Linked DNA regions of Macaca fascicularis: region 1 is linked to region 2. The links are chromatin contacts, called in public Hi-C maps. All regions are on one chromosome and are shown on one strand. Each heading gives the region's core, a stretch centred on a gene start, on an enhancer-like site or on the middle of the called end of the contact. The rest is flanking DNA. Distances are from core to core; before and after follow the strand shown. Region 1 holds the start of STIM1 (stromal interaction molecule 1). Region 2 overlaps STIM1 (stromal interaction molecule 1).

What was found. Hi-C and Micro-C count contacts between places; a contact is called where the count stands out from the background.
Region 1: a contact with region 2 is called in a Hi-C map of liver, with 2.3 times the contacts expected there. The contact joins the promoter of STIM1 here to the enhancer-like site in region 2. A contact is called at or near these places in 2 of 2 Hi-C or Micro-C datasets (liver and skeletal muscle).

What each region holds. Positions count from the first base shown.
Region 1 is chr14:70,416,365-70,419,492 of T2T-MFA8v1.1, forward strand. STIM1 (stromal interaction molecule 1) reads right to left here and starts at 1,791. Exons shown (of 13, transcript XM_005578993.4): 1 at 536-1,791. The coding sequence starts at 674.
Region 2 is chr14:70,287,708-70,290,783 of T2T-MFA8v1.1, forward strand. The region is part of intron 2 of STIM1 (stromal interaction molecule 1); the gene reads right to left. It also overlaps the pseudogene LOC107127384. Among named protein-coding and RNA genes, the nearest start is that of RRM1, 92 kb to the left of the region's middle. Within about 2 kb of position 1,689, at least 6 of the 6 cell types and tissues checked have an H3K27ac peak or open chromatin away from gene starts, as enhancers often do. A contact at or near this core is called in liver, where this site is marked.

The sequences.
Region 1 (3,128 bases), core at 541-3,040, 130 kb after region 2:
CAAATGCACACAGCAAAGAGACAAGACTACCTAAGGGATGGGTGGGACTAGGGTTCCCACAGTTGTTGGAATAGGTACACCTGAACACCAGGCTTTCAGGCAACAGAGTTGGCCCAGCCTTAACTTTCCCTTACAACATAAGTGGCCCCAACTTCCCCCATGCTGCTCAGTACTAAAACTGACTAGGAGCAATGAACTTATCATCTCACCAGGCCATTCTTCCAGACAAGTAGGCCTAAGATGGGGTCTTTCCTTGCTGATCTAAAAGGTCAAGTTGCCCCAAAGGCTTCTTATTACTGTCAAGAAAAAAAAAAATCCTGAGGGGGTGATGAGGAAAGTTGTTCAGGAAAGATAGAGACATTTGCCATGACTACTGACCAGAAAGAACTTCTTGGACTACCTGGAACAGGCAGTGCCATGTGTGGATCCTCCATGAACCTCACATGTACAAACCTAGATTTCAACTTGCCCACTTCGGGCCACTCAGTTCTGAGCCAAAGCCTACAGCCCAGTCCAGCCCACAGCAAGGCCTTACCTGCTGCAGTGGACTCCTCAGAGTTGGCCCCCGAGCTGCTTCCTGTCGCCTTCTCACTGTGAATATGGCTGAGGCTCTGACCCTGGTGCAGGAGGAGTCCCCAGAGGAGCCACAGGGCAAGACGGACGCATACATCCATGACTCTAGGTCTCAGTCAACATGCGTCTGATGTGGACACCTCGGGATCCCAAAGGCAAAGCCAGGAGCCCGCGAGTGCAGCCGACGGTCTCCAGGCAAGACGCCCTCGCGGCTCCGCAGCTGTCCAGCCACCCGCAGGCCTGCCCCCTCCAACAGCCAAAGGTCAAGTGCTCCAAGTTTGAGTGCGGGAGGAGGGCTGGCTCCTCAGGTCCAATAGTGGGTCCGCCGGGGCTACGGCGGCCTGAGCTCGTGCGGCTTCCGGAGACTTTGGGCAGAGTGGCTGCGGGGCTGCTGTCAGCTCCGCAGCTTACTACACCCCTGCGGGAGGGGGCGGCAGGAGTCCCCGCGGGCACAGGAGTGGGGGAGGAAGAGCAGAGAAAAGAGGCAAGAAGGGGGCACCTGACCTCGCCCTGCCGAAGAGCGGCTAGCAGCAGAAGCTGGGGAGGGCGTGCGACCCGCAGGGTCCTGAGGGCGCGGGCGTCTCCAGGATCCTGGGCCTCCTAGGCCGAGGTCAGCGCCCCCGCCCAGTCCCGTGCCCAGGCGGCTGGCGGTGCCCAGGTCCAGCAGGCGGACGCACACCGGCCAGGCCCAGGACAGCTGCTCCCAGGCGGGCGGGCGGCGCGGGGCGGGCCCGGGGCGAGCGGGGGCGTGCTCTCCCGCCGGCCCGCCCCGCGCCGCCCGGCCCCCAGCGAAGCCCGGGCCCGCCCCAGCGCCCGGCTGGATCCCGGAATAACCGGTGAAGACGGCTCCCCGGAGCCCCCAGCCCCCAGCGGGCTCTCCCGGATCCCCAACCCGTGCTAGTCTTTGCCAGGACGCCCCTCCCGCGCAAAGGATCAAGTCCCAGCTTCCCTTTCCCCCTCCAGAGTCTCCAGCGCCAACTGCCGGCCCGCAGGCGAGTCCCTGACCCGCAGTTACTCAGGTAACTCAGGCCTGCGGCGGCGGCGGCGACAACACCTGCCCTGCCCCGATCTCCGGGCCGTGGTGCTGCTCCACTCGCCTCAGTTGTAGAGGCGGTCTAAACAGAGGCCCAGGACACAACGTTAGCCTCCCAGGAGCCGCCTGAGGCGACAACAGCCCAGGCCGGCTCGGCCAGGGGGCGAGCTCCCAGCCCCCAACTCCCTGCCAGTTCCCAGGCTCCGCCCTCCCGCCTCGCCTGACAACCAATCGACTTCCGCCTCTCTGCGGCTCAGGAACCCGCGCGCTTCGTCGCCCGTGCGCAGCGGCCCCTGGTGGAAACATCGGCGAACTGCAGACAGGACTTGCGCTCCTGGGAGGGCCTGCTCTTTTGCAGAGGGTTGGGGAGTAAAGCTAAGACCCGCCCCGGGGGAGGCCCACTAGGGCCACTGGGGCCTGCGAGTGTTTTCAGAGGAAATGATGATGCCAGAAAGCAAAATGAAATGTCCAAACCACTCTAGCTAAAATTCCCTTACACATTCCTTGAGTCTGGGCTAAAGGGTGCCATCTGCCTTCCTGACCCCACCTCCCCTCCCCTCCAAGCTAAGTGTGATGCCCTCCCTTAGCTCTCACAGCCCGTTTTCCTACCTGCCCCTCAAGCTCCCAGCCCTTTAAGGTTTTTCGGTGGGGCCCGTAAATGATTCCTCCCTGCATCTCATTTTCCCAGCTACCTCTCTGGTGGAGGAGGTGTCAGCGACTTGAGAGTGAGTGCGCCAAAGAAGAAAGAGCCACGCCTGAGCCTCCTTCAACAAAGCCTGCACTTCCTGTTCTTTTCTCAAGCGTGCTGTCAGCAGATCTTGACTGAAACCTCTGTGCCCTACCCTGTCCTTGGCACCAGAAGCAGGGGAAGGGATTAGGCCCAGTCCCTCCTCTGACTGACAGTGCTAAACCAGCTACCTGTTCTGAGCAAGCCCTTTGAAGACTGGGAACATGGATTTGCCCAACAGCTGCCTGGCTTAAGGGTTAGGCCGTTGATATAAAAATACGTAGCTAACGTCACCTACTACCACTCCCCCGGCTCTATTAAGCTCCTGTCACACTAGCCTTCATTAAGTTCCTAAACAGGTCAAACTCAGCCACCTCACGGCCTTTGTATCTGCTGTTGCTTCTGCCTGAAACACTCTCCCCTGCTCCAAAGTTCCTCATGTAGCTGTTCTCTCATTCTTACAGATACAGCTCAATGTGTCTCCTTAGAAACTTTTACTCTGCCCACCCCTTCAAAATCAGTCTGTGGCCAAAATTGGACCATACACCTGTCTGCCCCTCCCCCAATAGGTAGTGATTGCCACTCTTCAGGTCAGAGGCTGTGCCTCATTCATCTCTGCTACACTAGGACCCAGCCATAGACCCTGAACAAAGTAAGTGCTCTGTAAAAGCTGGATGACATGAGTTAATTCACTTGTACACTCAGATACTAAAAACTAACACTCAATACCGGAATATTGGAAAATTGACCAGAACCGTTGAACCCTGACCTAGGTTCTCCTAGACCTATTCCCTG
Region 2 (3,076 bases), core at 439-2,938:
ATTGACCATGAAAAGCAATGAAAATCCTTTGCAGCAACATGAATGCAGCCGGATGCCATTATCTTAAGTGAATTAGTGCAGACACAGAAAACCAGATATTGTATGTTCTCACTTACAAGTGGGAGCTAAATCTTGGGTACACATAAACACAAAGATGTGAACAATAGATACTGGGGTCTCCAAAAGGAGTGGGGATAGGGAGAAGGACTGAAAAAATTCCCATTGGATGCTACGGTCACTATCTGCATAAGAAAATCAATAGAAGCCCAAACCTCAGTATCACGCAATATACCCTTGTAACAAACCTGCACATGTACCCCATGAATATAAAATTAAGATGGAAATTTTTTAAAATAATAATAAAAAAAAATTGAGCAAAGGATCTGAGAAAATATTTCTCTAAAGAAGATATACAAATAACCATTAAGCACATGAAAAGATGTTCAATACCGTTAGTCATCAGAGAAATGTAAATCAAAATCATAATGAGATATTACTTTATACCAACTAGGATGACTATAATCAAAAAGTCAGACAATAACAAGTGTTGATGAGCATGTGGAGAGATCAGATCCCTCACACACTGCTGGCAGGAATGTAAAAATGGTTTAGCCACTTGAACCATTTTTATATGGAAAATACTCCGGCAGTTCCTAAAACAGGTAAACACAGTTACCATATGACCCAGCAATTCTATTCATATGTATGTACCAAGAGAAATAAAAGTATACATCCAAACAAAACATAAAACACATGTCCACACAAAAACTTACACATGTCTATAGCAGCAGTATTCATAATAGCCAAAAGGTGAAACAAACCAGATGTCTATAAATTGATGAATGGCTAAACAAAACTGGTATGTCCATGCAATAGAATATTATTTGGCCATGAAAAGAAATAAAATACAGATATATATACATGAACATGTACAGGCAGTACTGATACAACATGAATGCACCTTGAAAACACGCTAAGTGAAAAAAGCCAGTTACAATGGACCACATATTATATGACTGTATTTACATGAAATGTCCATAATAGGCAAATTACAGAAAGAGAAAGTACAAGCGTGGTTGCTTAGGGCTGGGGGAAATGAGGGGAGAGAACAATAGCTAATGTGTATGTGGTTTATTTTTGAGGTGACAAAAATGTTTTTAAATTGACTGAGGTGATAGTTGCACATATCTGTGAATATACTAAAACCCATTGAATTGTATACTATATGGGAGAACTGCACAGTATGTGAATTCTTCCTCCAAGAAGCTGTTTTTTTTTTTTTAATTGATAGGTTACACTAGGCCAGATAAACTTTTTCTGTAAAGGGCCAGACAGTAAATATTTTATGCTTGGTAGTCGCAACTACTCAACTCTGCTGTTCTTGCGTAAAAGCAGCAACAGACAATATGTAAACAAATGAGAGTGGCTGTATGCCAATAAAACTTTACGGACTCTGAAATTTCAATTTCATATAAATTTCACATCTTGAAATTCTTCTTTAGTTTTCCCCCTAAACTATTTTAAAATGTAAAAATCAGGGTTCTCCCATCACCCTTGCTGTGGGTCTCAGCAGCCGGGCGGCGGGAGGAGCGGCAGTGACCAGGCAGCCCAGCTTCGCCAAGGCAGCCCAGCTTCGCCGAGCCTCTCCCTGCGCCACGGCTCGCAGACATCCCGCAGGCGCCCTCCACGCCGCCAGGATGACTAAGAGGAAGGTCAGCTCTGCCAAAGGGGCCGCCAAGGAAGAGCCCGAGAGAAGATAGGCGCGGTTGTCTGCTAAACCTGCTACTGCAAAAGTGAAAGCGAAGCAGAAAAAGGTAGCAGCAAAGGATAAATCTTCAGACAAAAAAGTGCAAACAAAAGGGAAAACGGGAGCAAAGAGAAAACAGGCCAAAGTGGCTAACCAAGAAACTAAAGAACATTTGCCTGCAGAAAACAGGGAAAAGAAAACTGAGGAGAGTCCAGCCTCTGATGAAGCAGGAGAGAAAGAAATCAAGTCTGATTAATACCACACATCATGTGTTATCAGTGGTCCCTGTCTCCCTTCTTGTACAATCCGAGGAATATTTTTATCAACTATTTTGTAAATACAAGTTTTTTAGTAGTTCTAGAAACATTTTTTAGAAGGAGGGAATCCCACCTCATCCCAATTTTTAAGTGTAAATGCTTTAAGAGGTGCAATCATTCACTGGTTGTTTATTTTTTGGTACAACCAGAAAATAGTGTGGGATATTGAATTAAGGGAGGCTTTAACTATCTTTGGTGTCAGCTTAACACTCGATAGATGGGGGGTTAGTTTTTATATCCTATAATACAATGCATATTAAATGACAATATGGAGTCAGTCCTGCATTTAATGTCTTGAACATTTTAAATTACTTCTATGTTGTTTTTTGGTTGACTTGTTTCCTAAAGAAAACCACTCCTTGATCATGGCTCTCCCCGTCAGAACTGTGTGCACTCTGTAACATCTTTGCTTGCGGTAGTCCTGTTTTCCTAATAACTTGGTTACTGTGCTGTGAAAGATTAAAAATCTGAATATGTAGTGTACATGCTGTTCAGTTGTGGATTGGTAGGACGTATGTAACAGCTTATCAACATGTGAGGATGCCGGTACTTGATAGCCTCTTAAGGACAATTTGCTTCCAAATTCTAAGCTGGAAAGTCACTGGAATAACTTTAAAAAAAGAATTACAATACATGGCTTTTTAGATTTTCGGTATGTATATTAATAATTGTGTACAAATTGAAATGTCTGTACTGATCCTCAACCAATAAAATCTCAATTATGAAAGAAAAAAATTTAAAAATCATTTTTAGTTTGCAGGCTATACGAAAAAACAGTTTGCTGATCCCTGGACTAGATATAATAAATCCACCCTCTGCTCTGGCTTCAGATGCTAGGGAAATCTCTCTCCCTGACAATCCCCACGAACAAAAGGCAACTTCAATTCCACGCTCAGTTTTCCCTCATGCTACCATCCCTATACACGGCTTTCCAACACCCTGAGAGGATCACAAACCCAGCCAAACACTCAACAGCAGGAAAACCTCTAGGACTCCATTTCCAAAATAGAAC